Regions from separate parts of the Sus scrofa genome. Here region 2 is linked to region 1. Evidence: chromatin contacts called from public HiChIP or PLAC-seq data. All regions are on one chromosome and are shown on one strand. Each heading gives the region's core, a stretch centred on a gene start, on an enhancer-like site or on the middle of the called end of the contact. The rest is flanking DNA. Distances are from core to core; before and after follow the strand shown.

Region 1 (7,008 bases), core at 4,162-6,661:
CTAAGTACATTTCTAATATCCCAAGAACTGCAAGTGCAAAATCAGGATTGGGATCTGAGTATGTCTCATGTCTAAGCTCGCCTCTCCTGCCTGACACATGTATACACTTTCCATATTTTCCTCGTGGAGCAAGGAAGATCCTACCCCACCCCCTTCTCTCTTACCTGTCCAGTATTCTTGGGGAGCTATTGCTGTAGAAATCAATTTAATCCAAAAAAAATGTGCTCTAGTGATATTGGCTAATAAAGGTCTAATAGCCTGTCATAATAGCTAAGGCTTATTAAGTACTCACTGTGTGCTAGTTAGTCACTGAGCAAAATACTTTATTTATGCCATATTTTAATCTTTGCCCAGTTTGGGGAGAGTAGGCATTATTATTACCTTCACTTGACAGAGGAAGACATTTAGGCTTAGAGGGCGGCATGTCCCCAGGTTACAGTTAGGAAGTGGCAGAGCCTGGATGGGACCAGGTGGCACATTTTGAAGCTGAGTGCTTGGCATCCCTCACTCGTACCCAAAGACATTTGTACTGAAGAAAACAGTCTTGGAAAGCACAGTTTTAATCACAAGAAATGAATCTGAATTCATGATCTCCTATCTCCAGCTGGGAATATTTAATACATGAAGGGGTTTTCTTAAGCATTTTTCCAGGTCTTTCAAATACTCATACTTTCTCTGTGGGCTAGTCTTGACGTCCTGAAATCAAACTTAAATCAAGTGTTTACAGTGACTCAAAATAAGACCCTCTTTCTCCTTAGGTCTTAAGAGATTTTAAGGTATATGCCTCAAAAGAAATCATATCCAAAACTTATGATTACCAAAGGGGATGGGGGGAATGGACTGAGGGTTTGGGATTGGCATATGCACATGTGGTATGTGGAATGATTGGCCAATGGGGAGCTGCTGAATAGCACAGATCTATGGGGGGAAAGAATCTGAAAGAGAATGGATGTGTGGTGTGTCCGTATAACGGAATTTCTTTGTTGTACGGCAAAAATGATCACAACCTTTTCAATCAACTATACCTCAATAAAATTTTAAAAAATGAAAAAGAAAGAAAGAAAGAAATCACATCCAGAACAACACGTTGCATCCACACAACATCTGGTCAGTCAGCAGCTTCCGGGGCCAGTGAGTCATATTTTTCAAATCCTTTCTTCCCGCTCTTTCTTTCTTTTCTTTTATTCTTTCTTTCTTTTTTTTTTTTTTTTTTTTTTTTGTCTTTTTGCCATTTCTAGGGCTTCTCCCATGGCATATGGAGGTTCCCAGGCTAGGGGTCTAATCAGAGCTGTAGCCACCGGCCTACGCCAGAACCATAGCAACTCAGGATCTGAGCCGCCGCGTCTGCGACCTACAACACAGCTCACGGCAACACCGGCTCCTTAACCCACTGAGCAAGGCCAGGGATTGAACCCACAACCTCATGGTTCCTAGTCGGATTCGGAACCACTGAGCCATGACGGGAACTCCTCTTCCCACTCTAAGTGTACTTTTCCCTCTTGGTCAGAAAGGAAAGGTAGAAACGCATTCCCAGGCAAGCATCTTCTCGAGAATGTTCCAGGGAACTTTTCATCTATAAGATGCTTTGTCCCCTCCCCAAAGTGCAGCAAAATCTGTTAGGAAAGAGTCTTCAATGGACCTGCACCACAGGTACAATTTATCTTGCTGAAATTCCGCTAACCTCACACCAAAAAGTAGTGGTGGGGAAATCCTTTCTGTCCTCTATTTCTCTTGCTCCATTTCAAACTAGACTTGGTCTCTGCCATCAAAAGAGTAGAGAGATCATCCCTGAAATGCAAAGAGAAATAAAAACATTCTCTGCCATTATGCTTCCATGGGTCCAGCTGTATTGTTTGAGGGTGGTTTTCCCTCCTCACAAGCAACTATTGCTATTTGAAGGGTCATTTTGACAATAGACTATTCTTGACTTTTTAAAGTATCTTTAGAACAGGCCATTCTCCTGTTCCTACAAATACAGTTTTATGGTTTATATGTCACCCCTTTGTTGACTTATTGTTTATGGCTGCTTTTATGTTACAACAAGAGCTGAGGAATGGGGACAGACAGCCCACAAAGCCAGAAAACTTATGAGCTGGCCCTTCACCCCCAAACAGTGGCCAACCTCTGCTTTAGAACTTCACCTTCCACCCCAGACATAACCCCACTCTAATGGTCAAGGGTTTTTATGCTGGAGTCAAAGTAAGATTTCCAGTGAGAATTCAGTGCCGCAGCTTTGCTGGTTATGCTCAACACAGTTCCTTAACTTCCTCTATACCTCAGCTTCTTTATCTGTAGAACAATATCTATGAGAACAGCACTGGTTTGGAGGGTTGTGAGGATTCAGTGAACTACCTACCACATGTAAATCACACATTATAGTACTTGAAGCAAATTCTCAAAAGTTTTTAGCTATTATTATCATTTTTATTGTTGATATTATTATTGATATTTTTGTCATGATTTACAGCCCTGAGAGCATAAATAAGAACCTGAGAGGAATTTCAGGAATAGATAACCTTCCTTTGTCTACCATTTCTCAAGTTTCTATGACCAGAGAAACCCTGTCCATGCTCCCTGGAGACCTTCCAGAGACACGGCCCTGCCTTAAGGCCTCAGGACCAATCTTCCTCCAGGGCTTCATGTTTCAAGCTTCAATGTTTTCTTACCCCTTGTTTCTAGCAAATTCTACTTCTCCTGCCACTCACTTACTTGGGGATCTAACTCGCAGCTCGTTGAAAGCCACCCACGTGAAAGATGAGCTAGTCCTGGTAACATATAAATGTCTGAGGGTGTTACCTCTTCGCACTCTGTGGCCTTCTGGACACACGCCATGTGACCCAAAACAATCATTCTAACCAAACGGCAAGCATTGGGGCATCTCAGGAAGAGATGGTAGAGCAAGGGGCCATTTGGCACCCTTGCAATTCACAGTGCATATTTGTCTATGCATGAGATGAATCTAAGATAATTGCTAAAGGAATACCTGGGCATTTGTTCTGGTGTTAGGACAGGTAGGGAAGAGACCTGGAAACAAATATTCATCCCCACACAGATGCTAATGATGCCTCACCAAAACTCCCTGGACTGGATCACTAGCTTCATCATTATCTCACCTGTGTTTTTCTCCCCAGCAGGTATGCCCCATCCAAGGATGCACACCCCAGAAGGCACCACAATCCAGGATGTGAAGCCGGGATCGCTTCTCCCCGCCATCAGCTCAGGGCTCTCTGGCCATAAGAACACCTGATCCAAGCTGGGCTTTCTTCTGGGAATTTGAGCCTTTGGTGATAATCCCAGGTTAGGACATTCCACAGATGAGGAAACCAAAACTCAGAAAGATTGAGTGGCTGCCTGTGTTCCCACAGTTACTAAAACGGTAGGTCTTGAATTCAAATTCAAATTTCTTAGACTCCAAAGCCCTTTCTCTGTCTGCTGTACATATTACCTCTCGAAAAAGATGGTTGTAGCCACAACTGAGAAGTAATCAGATTTTTTCTCCACCTTAAAAGCTGAGTAGCATGGGCACTTCTTTACATGTCTGTGGTGGGGGGGTCCCAAAATATGGGTCATGCTCATCCAGTGAATTCAACACTTTATTATAATAATCTCACCCAATTCCTGTAGCACACATGGCTCTAAAATAGACACTCCTGCTCATCCTGCATCAGAATCTTTTCTAAGTTCATTTTCCCCTATCTGAGTCCTCCTTTGCCACTGGAGCTTCTAAGCTCCAAAAGTATAGCCTGAGCCATTTTTTTTTTCTTCCTCTCCTAACAGGTGAGGAAGTGAACTATTTCTATTCACTTCCTAAAATCTCCTCTTATGCTTCCTTGTTGCATGAGCTTGATCTGCAGTGCCTAGAATAACACAATCTGAAAAAGCATGATGATGAATGTCAGATGCTATGGTACTTGCTTTCCATTTGAATACATTTTTTAAAGTGACATTTTCAAAGTCTATTGTTTACAGTATGTGAGAAGTTACGTCCTTTACTTTAGCTTATGATGAAAAATTTTAGAAGATCAAAGTGAAAAATACATAGTCTTTCAAATAACTTTGAGGGGCCAAAGTAAAGATGTTGGAAGATGGAGTTCCTTTGTGGCTCAGCAGTAATGAACCTGTCTAGTATCCATGAGGATCGGGGTTTGATCTCTGGCCTCTCTCAATGGGGTAAGGATCCAGTGTTGCTGTGGCTGTGGTGTAGGTTGCAGATATGGCTCAGACCTGGCATGGCTGTGGCTGTGACATAGGCCAGCAGCTACAGCTCTGATTTGACCCCTGTCCTGGGAACTTCCATATGCTGCAGATGCAGCCCCACCTCCAAAGAAAAAAAAAGATGTTGGAAGATTAATGATGGAAGAGGATGGATACCAATGTTAACCCTCAGGACTGGGCCAGTTAATAGGAAGGAATAGTCAGAGGATGGGCTGGAAGAGGTGGTGACGGAGCAATCTAGAAGGGCTAGGAGTGAGGGTGGCCACCATTGTGGAGAGGGGAGGGACCTTCCTGAGAGGCACTAGTGTGTGCCTAGGCTCAGAAGCAAGAGAACCTGGAATAGGTGGTTCTGACAGTCATACGTATTAAACACAGGCCAGTGAGGGAAAATGAGCCTAGGAAGGATGGGGGGAATCACATGAGACAAAAACAACCTAGCCCAGCAATGCATTCTTAGAGATTTCCTTTGTCATGATTCTGGATGAGTGATGGATAAAATAGACTCGGGTCCAGGGAACTTGGGATTGCAGCCCAGCTCCAATCTGTCTGTGAGGAGCTGGACAAATGCTTCTCTGGGCCTTTGCTCCAGAATCTGAAAAAAAAAAAAAAAAAAAAAAAAAGGAAAATTAAAAGAACTTATTTCATGGAGCTGCTTTAGAAATCAAATAAGGAGTTCCCATCATGGTGCAGTGGAAACAAATCTGATGAGGAAACATAAGGTTGCGGGTTCGATCCCTGCTCGCTCAGTGGGTTGGGGATCTGGTGTTGCCGTGAGCTGTGGTATAGGTCGCAGACGCAGCTTGCATCTGGCGTTGCTGTGGTTCTGGCGTGGGTTGGCGGCTATAGCTCCCATAGGACCCCTAGCCTAGGAACCTCCATATGCCACAGGTGTGGCCCTAAAAAAACTAAAAAAAGACCCCCCAAAAGAAATCAAATAAGAGAACCCCTGTAAAGCATGTGGCATGGTGTCTGGTATATAATCAGCTGTAATAAATAGTGGGTATTTATATCATTGTTTCTAAAATTGTGCTTAAATATGATCTGATCATTTTCCTGCTTAAAATCCTTGGGTTGTTTCCTCTTGCCTTCAATATGAAAGTCCAAACTCACTAATGTTATCTGACACGTCCCCCTCCCTATGATTAGCAGCAACACCTTCCCAGGCCACTCCCCAGAATTGGAATGAGAGCAGTAATAAAGTATTATCACCATAAGCAAGTCAAACTGTCACAGATAATGCTGCACTAAAGGACCAGGGGCCACCTCTGAGTCCAGGAAAAAAGGGAAACTATCCCTGCATCCTGCTCTGTCCCCCTTATCACTCTGCTGTCCCAGCTCTGTTCCCACCGTCACTCTGCTGTCCTAGCTCTGTCCCCCTCAACTACTCTGCTATCCCAGCTCTGTCCCCACCGTCACTCTGCTGTCCCAGCTCTGTCCCCACCATCACTCTGCTGTCCTAGTTTCATGCTTCTGCCATATAGTCAGTGCCTGGGGTTGTCAAAGATTTGATGACCGTGTATTAAAATAATGCGGAGAAAAGGCACCATACTCCAATTCTGAAATGACAAGGCTTGTGGAGGGATACTCAGTACAGTGAAATAGAGAGAGGGAAGTTAACCAGTGATTTTGAAATATGTGGTTGGAATTACCCCAATCAAAATATCTTTTAGTTCCTTTTTATCACTTTTTTTTTCTCTTTTATTTTATGCCATTTGAAGGAAGAGTTTTTTCAGATGGGAGTGGGAGGTTTGGGAGGGAAACTGTCATCATGAGCTGTATCCTATTTTTCAGCGCTCCCTCCCCAATTTCTTCTCTCTGCTGGCAGGGCGGAGGCCACCAGCTTTGTCTAACCAACAGCTAGAAGGCCTGGAACCTCGCATTTGCAATGTCCTGACTCTAATCTTATCTCTCTATGCATACACTCTGACACAGGTGTGTGTGTGTGTGTGTCCCAACCTCTTATCTCATCCACAACACCCAGACTGTGACAACAGAAATGGAGAGGCAGAAAATACATTTCAGATACATCCTTTAGAAGACTGGTCTAAAGGAATAAATATCTGATTAAATGATAGGGGAAAAGAGATATTTAGGAAAATTCCCAAATCTCTAGCTATGGTGACTAAATAGATAACTATACCACTCACCAAAATAAGAGGTGAGTTTGGTGTTTCAATTTACATACTTGAGGTCCCCACGAGATGGTTCAATGAAGATGGTTAGTAGGCAGCTAGGTCTGAAGAACCAGAACAAGGTGCGGGCTGGAGGTGGCGGTAAGGTTGTCATTAAAGTTGCTGGTAAAATAAATGATGCTAAGAAAAGAAAAACAATGACAGACCCCTAGGAAACTGCATCATTTAAAGATAAGAAGCCACAAAACAATTGACAGAGGGTTAGAAGGAAAACCAGAGAGAACATGATCTGAGCAGCTAATAGAGGGACTGCTTTTTAAAAGGAGGACGAGGTTAAGGGAGTCACAGGTAAAAGAGGTCATGGACAGGACTCATTCATTCATTGAGTCATTCATTTGACAAATATTGGAGGTCTAAGCTGCCATAGCATGGTCTAGATGCTGGGGACAGAGGACACCAGGAAATCACCTTGCTCTCAGGGAACTGAGTGTGCTGAGGAAGACGGAAAGGAGCAGAGGCAATTACAGTGTCAAATATAATAAAAAGGCGAGGGTATTAGGAGATGACATGGGGTGGTTGGGCCTTGGGGACATCACTTTCAGCAGAGAGACAAGGATGGACACAAGCTTGTGCAGACGTGGCGATCAAGGAACTTGGTTCT
Region 2 (7,317 bases), core at 2,006-4,505, 140 kb before region 1:
CACCACTCTTTGTTTAAAAACGAGGTCATAAAAGATTATAGTTAGACAAAAGCCTTAAAACAAAAACTGCTGTTTTGCAAAAGTTCAGCCTTGCTGAGGGGGGGGGGGGGGGACAGAAAAAAAAAAAAAAAGGCTAAAAGTAACCGTGTGGCCTGATGAGCTGGATGTCGGGGGCTGGTTCTAGGGCAGAAAGGAGAGAAAGGCAGTTCTTAGCCCCAGGAAGAGATTAATCACTAAGTCCCCATGACAGCCATCCTGAGCTGCAGAAAGATGCTGAATGAAAGACATGGGAGAAGGGCCAAGGCCAGACCTGGGCCTGGGGCAATCAGAGAGGTTTGGGGGGAATCTGTAAACATAACGGGAGCGGGGAAAACAGCCAGCCTCTCATGGATTTCCAGCACTCTCGTCAGGGGGTGGACCTGGGGCCACCACAGGTCCCTGGGGACTCACACACTGCAGCGTGGCACTAAGATGGCAAAGAGAGGAGGGGACTGGGAAGAAGGAGGGATACAGGCACCGCGGAGACCATCTGACTAGATGAGGCTTGGGGACAGAGTGCAGAATGCACAGACCCACGGAGACCATGCGGGTGGGCCACTGGACATCGGCAGGGGGTGGCAGCTCAATATCTGAGGTGCATGCTGGCTGTGAACAGCAAAAGCCCCAGGGAGCCAGCTGGAGGTCATCTGCACAAGCCTAGGGGCTGCAGAGGGCATTGGGGACCAGAGGTGTCCCCTCCCTTGGCCTAGCACACAGTCCTCTAGTCTAGAACAAGGAAAGAGAGAGGCGGAACTTCTTGACAGGGCAGAAACTGCCCTATGAGAGGATTTAAGCTTTGGAATGATGCAATATTTACCCCTAAAGAAATTTTTAGCCTGGAAAGAATGGAAATTGTCAAGGAAAACACATCTACTCTGTCATCAACAGGGGCTCCAAGCAAGATGAGCTCACTGAAGGGAACTAAAGAAGGATGCGTTTCTTTATTTCTGCAGATGTGATTCAGAGTGTGTGAATTGTAATGCCACTACAAATACATTAAGCATTTTTCCATCAAGGTTAAGAGGAAACAAATGCTTCTCACTCCCCACATTAGAAGCAATGCATCTTAGGGTTGCATCTTAAATCTAGGAAAAGCCTTCGATCACTATGCCCTGGGTTCTTACCACATACCTGCAATGTGCTAGTTCTGTTAAGCACAAAATTAAAATGTAATGTTCATTTGTGATATTTTGAACAAAATATCTTCATGGACAGGGAAAATGGAAAGATCCTTAGAAAGATGATACCTGTATTAATGATAGTATTACAAAATGAATGTCTTCCCTTGCTTCTAACAGGACCCCAATCCAAGCTTATGCATGTTCTTACTGATCACCAGCATGTTATGATTTCATATGCAGTTTCTCCCATCTCCAACTCTTCTTCTTAACCTCTGAATAGATGCTAGATAAACACACTCTAAGTGTATCAAGTCATCTGCCTACAATGAGCATGCACCTCAGATATTGAGCTGCCACCCCCTGCCGATGTCCCGTGGCCCACCCACTGGACATCAGGTGGGCCACGGGACATCCCTTCCAGTTTGGCTATGTTTTATTTCTTTTTTTGTCTGACTGCTTTGGCTAAGGCTTCCAATACTATGCTGTTTGTTTGGTTGATTTTTTGTCTTTTGTCTTTTAAAGAGCCATACCCGCGGCATATGGAGGTTCCCAGGCTGGGGGTCGAATCACAGCTACAGCTGTTGGCCTATGCCACAGCCACAACAATGCCAGATCCAAGCCACGTCTGTGACCTATACAACAGCTCATGGCAATGCCGGATCCTTAACCCACTGAGGAAGACCAGGAATTGAACCCACGACCTCATGGTTCCTAGTCGTTTCCACTGCTCCACGACAGGAACTCCCCAATGCTATGTTGAATAGAAGTGGTGAGAAAGGGTTTATTGCCTTATTCAAGATGAATGGATGTTACCACTTCAGTCTTAAAATTAAGCAGTTTCTCTACATGCAAAGCTATATTCCTAAAGTCCTAATATATCACAACTAACAACAACATAGGATTATTATGTGGGTTATGGTTTGCGACATGATTCATATTATTTCACTTAATCTGGATGTCAGGTAGGGCATTTATTCCACCCATTCTACAGATGAAGAAACAGAGGCTTCGCTGTTCAGCAATCTTTCTGAACAAAAACTAACACATTTTTAGACTCTCATATCTGTACTACCATTCTGCTCAAATATCTACCTTGGCTACTTCCATTCCTGGGATAATCGATTTGATCTTTGCTGCTGATTTAGAATGGACTCTGTCCTCTTTAATGTGGAGTATAGTTCCAGATCCTCACTTTGCACAAACACTTCCCTGATCAGCCATGTCCACACTGACCTGGCCTTTCTCTGGCCACCCACTGCACATCTGTTCCCTTGACATAGCCTTTTGGTAAGCCATTAAACTCTTCCTTGAAACACTCTTTTCCTGTTACTAATCTTTCAATATGTTTACATCTTGTTGTCCCAGTTAGATGGAGTTCCTCAAGGATCTTTTCCTATCCAGCCCTTTCATACTCCCTTACAGAATCCTTGGCACACCACAGGACCATAGATAGATGGATGGATAGATAGATAGATAGATAGATAGATAGATAGATAGATAGATAGATAGATGGATGGATGGATGGATGGATGGATGGATGGATAGATAGATAGATAGATAGATAGATAGATAGATAGATAGATAGATAGATAGACTTCCAGATTTGTTGATTGGCTGAAAGAGTTCACTTCCTCTTCTTTAAAAGAAAAGTGGCCCCAGGAAATCCCTGAACCCCTGGGACAAGAGAAGAACTCCAGACAATAAGCAACCACACTGAGAGGGAAGATACCCGCTTCACAATTTCCCTCTGAGACCCCAGCAATGAATTTATTATTTAATTCAGCCTAATGAAGATTGGTTGATTTCATTCTTCCAACAAGAGTGCTGTTCTGTATTTAAGGACCCAAACAAACATGCATAGCCTGCAAATATCATAGGAATGTCTTTATATGCAGATCAATGCATTCCCAGACCACTGCCTTGCACAGACCCACCAAGTGTAATCCGACTCTCTAACCTTGTGACATAGCCCATCATCTACAAAGTGCTGGCTTTATTTCCTTTTCTTAAAAAGTACATTCAATCTACTCCGGACTTTCCCGTCTGTCAGTGTAGCTTGAGGTGACTTCCTGCCCCGTCAGCCGACCGTGAGTCACATCACTGCTGCACGTTAGTTGGGCAGCTTCTGCATCTTCACCACTGGGGGAAAAGAAGGATGGATCTGAGCTATCAGACCACCCTCCTCCCCTGCTTAGGGGGCTCAGTTTTTCCCCTGTTCATTTAAACCTCATGTTATAAGCTCTTTGCCCTCCAGCTCCTGGCTTTGTGATGATGCTTCAAAAGACAGGAAAACCAGTTTCCTCCTTTCCAGAATGAAAATGACATTTTGAAAAATCCATCTCTGTAGTGAATGAATCATTTATCTGGGCAACCCCTTTTTCCCAAGGGGTCCTTCCTTTGAGCCACATTTCGGGGATGTCTTCAGTGAGGCAAATGGCAATGACAGAAGTGCTAGTTCTGGGATTCAATATGATGCAAGTAGGATTTAAAAGAAATTTCAAAATCACAGGAAAGGAGCTATGAGGGTAGATAGGGTAGATATGAAATACAAAGGAGAAAACTTCCTGGATTGGGGTCGCCATGCAAGCGAAATCATAAAGAAGCTGGGGGCTCAAGAATAAGCCACCTGAAGGAAGTCAGGGGAGTTTGGAGACCACTTCCGCCTACTGCAAATATCTTGCATGTTATTTAGCTACTTGGAAGTTTAAAGTCCTCATTCAAAGAGGATAAGGGAACAGTGACACTAAGCTATCTTATCTGATGCTTTTGAAAAGAGCAACAAAATGTTGTTGTGATGCACTCGTTAACTGTAAATGAATTTAAAATGCAATTCAGCCAGTGACACAACAATCCAGTTACATTGTCATCACCTCTGATTTATCCAGAGGTGTGGCTGATTAGGGATGTCAGGATATTGCCTCAGATTTTTGTTTGATTTTGTTTTCTCCCCCTTTCCAGATTGTTGGCATGAGAATGATGGGGGGGCAGGGGATGAACAGGTAAATTAGAGCTGGGAGTAGAAGAAGGAACTCTTAGTTATGATCATATATTTATTTGTTGAGGGGTGGGGAGTAGCTGGTCAGCCCAAGCCCTCTTGAGTCTTAAATCAGGGAGAGTCACCGACCCTGACATGGCAAAGCTGAGAAAAGAGCTATAAGCCTCTCATAGTAGAATGTTCCATTAGCATTCTACTCGTTTCAGTATCACTAATAACTAAATTACCTGTAACCATTGTAACCAAAGCACCACCAGCCCAACTATTGACATATGTGTAATAGAAACAGATGGCAAGCTTCCATTCTGAGTTTTTTCAATGTCATCTCAATTTGAAACTCTCTGGTTCATTTACTGGACCATACATCTGATCATATAGCCTGATATCAACTTCAGAAAAAAATGTGTCATTATTTTTATCAAGGAAAATCAGGCTAATGCCCATCAAAGTATAAGTGATGAGTAATGGAAATTGGCTATAAATTAACAAATGGTCTGAAAAAGGATGGAAGTCTATTTTCCTCTTGTAAAAAAGTCTAGAGGTAGCAACCTAGGTCTGGCATGGGAGCTTTGTTCCCCAATTATGTAAGGGACCCTTTCATATTTCTCTTCTGTTGTCCCAAAGCTCTGGCCTTCAATTTCTGGTCCAAGACCTATATTATATCAGACCCATATTGCAAGTAGAGAGGGGAAGGAAGATTAAGAGGCTCGGGTGCACATGTCATTCGTCCGTAAAGTTCCCAGAAACTATCACCCACAAGGCACTTCCTCATGTTATCCCATCAGTTAGAAGTTCATAACTTGGACACATTTATCTGCAAGAGAGGCTAAGAAATGCCATCTCTTTCTGCATAACCATGGATCCAGACCAAAGTCCATCCATCACTGAGGAAAGCTAGATATTAGAGGTAATTTTCTACCTCGGCTACAGAACCAAAGAACATGATATGTCACTCAGACAGACTCTACACACTTCCATGTAATAATGCCAGTGAGGTCATCAGCATTGGTACAAATGTTGGCTGAAGACGAAAATAATAATTCTCACCCAATACAAGAATTTATGGGTCATTTGGGAAGTCATCTATTAGCTCTATAATGTCATGTGTATATGTAAATACTTATTTATCCCATCCTTTCCAGATAAATGATACTATAGACTTATGTTGTCGAAATAAATGTAGCCATTAGTATGGTAGATTAGTATCTCTAAGCCCAGAGAGAAAAGCATGTGTGCAGGTCAAGGTTATATTTTTAGAGCATTCATTGAAGTTATTCTTAGCATCCTGTTTTGGAGAAATTCTGATCTGTAATTATAGGTATGTTTATATATCCTGTTTAAATAAAAAATTTCAAGTTTCTGTATTCCTTCCAGTAAGGTCTAGTGATATGTGGGCACTCCCCAAATATCTATTTCATAAAAGTTAATACATTTCAGTAATACAGATTTGGGATCTAGTACTACTGAATTGAATTGGAAAGTTCAAAATTTTATTAAGGAGAAGATTTACCAATTATTTAGATTGAACTTCTCTAATAACTTCACTTCACTAACTCTCATTTAGAAATACCCTAAAACTTCTGTCATGGGATTTGGACATCTTAGTTGTTTCTGAATCTCAGATGGAAATTTGATGATCGTTCTCTAAAGCTGAATCTTTTCTTCTTAAAAAGGAAATAAATAATGACATCTTCAACTAAACTTGAAGTGGAATCTTAAGGAAAGAGTTTATGACTCTTTCAATTAAAATGAAACTACATTTCAGGATAACATATTCTGTAAAAAAATTTTTATGGGTCCTTAAATATGACTAAACCCCCCAAACCAGGGAAAAGCTAAAATTCTGTCCTGAGTCAAAGGCAGAATTCCACTACCTGAGTCACCTACCACACTTCAGCGCATCCTGGATTTTCCTGAAAGGATCCCCAGCCAAGGATTGGGCAGGTTTAGCCATGTTCTTGTACAAAACCAGCTGATGACACAGTCAAAGCTCAAAGGTTATGGGTTGGGTTGGTGCCAACACCCTCCATTCAATACAAAGAACTTTAATCTCTGTAGATATTAAGACACTCCTTTAGTTCAACCATCTATGTTGTCTGCTTGTGGTAAAAGCACCACTTACAGCTCTAGACTTTTGCAATAGAGAGCTAAGTGTATTTAGTCCACTTTGGTTCACTTCTGGCCTTTCTTGATATTTATGGAAAGCCCATGCCCACTTGCAGCTGCATTTGCTCATTTTCTTTTCATCCTTCTTCCCTCTCTGGCTTGCTTCTAAATCGAGAATTATTCTCAAAATCATGGCATAAAAGTACGCCTAAACAGACATCATCCAGAGGGGCCTGAGACTCAGACTTGAACTATGTTAGTGCCAGAAAAGCATTTAAAGATTATCCAGTCCAAACTCCTTTCAAAGGAATTGGAGTGCTCAAAAGCAGAAATGCAATCAGACTTGGACCCCAGAAATGTTCAATGCCAATAACTTTCACCCAGCAATTACCCATCTAGGAATCTTGTCTATAGAGATTCTAGATAATCTATAGATATCTAGTCTACCAAGGTATTCATATTCAGGCACATGCATTGCAGCACTATTTGTAATCAAGAAGTATTGGACACATCCTCTCAGTAAGAGGAAGCATATTGTGTGCTGGAAATTGGCACTTGCCATCTTCCTCTACAAGGACTGACTCATGAGCCATGGCAGCTGCTGACCCTCAACGCCCCCTGAAAGAGTCCAGGGTGGAGATTAGGAGTAAGACACTCTGTGCTCTGGGAAAACTGACAGGACAGGTTTTCAGATAATTCAATTTTCAGGAGAAGATTTTTATAAGCCTAATTCTTGCATCTCTTCGTATCTAGAAAAGCATTAAAATCCTTCATGGTGACATCTGCTCCTCATGACTAGCAACAACCTTCTGCAAAATGTGTGTTTGATGGCATGTACCTCCTCCTTCACCAAACTGCATATGGACTGATGTTCCCCCCTACCTCTTTGGAGAGGTTTTTTTTTTTTTTTTTCCAGAGCTATCTGAAATACTGCCTCCCGAGCTATAGTTCTCAAATAAAACTCAACTCTCAATGTTTAGGTTGTGCATATTTTCAGATCGACCATGTCAATAAAAAGGTGATCGTGTAAATGATGGGTTATGTATAAGGGAAGGA

Evidence for each region. HiChIP or PLAC-seq counts read pairs in DNA pulled down with a chosen protein or histone mark.
Region 2: an H3K27ac HiChIP or PLAC-seq map of alveolar macrophages shows a contact between it and region 1. The contact joins two enhancer-like sites. A contact is called at or near these places in 1 of 47 Hi-C or Micro-C datasets (fibroblasts) and 1 of 2 datasets of contacts at active chromatin or transcription factors (alveolar macrophages).

What each region holds. Positions count from the first base shown.
Region 1 is chr1:26,400,029-26,407,036 of Sscrofa11.1, reverse strand. No RefSeq gene overlaps it. Among named protein-coding and RNA genes, the nearest start is that of TNFAIP3, 82 kb to the left of the region's middle. Within about 2 kb of position 5,411, at least 5 of the 83 cell types and tissues checked have an H3K27ac peak or open chromatin away from gene starts, as enhancers often do. A contact at or near this core is called in alveolar macrophages, where this site is marked.
Region 2 is chr1:26,535,064-26,542,380 of Sscrofa11.1, reverse strand. No RefSeq gene overlaps it. Among named protein-coding and RNA genes, the nearest start is that of TNFAIP3, 53 kb to the right of the region's middle. Within about 2 kb of position 3,255, at least 11 of the 83 cell types and tissues checked have an H3K27ac peak or open chromatin away from gene starts, as enhancers often do. A contact at or near this core is called in alveolar macrophages, where this site is marked.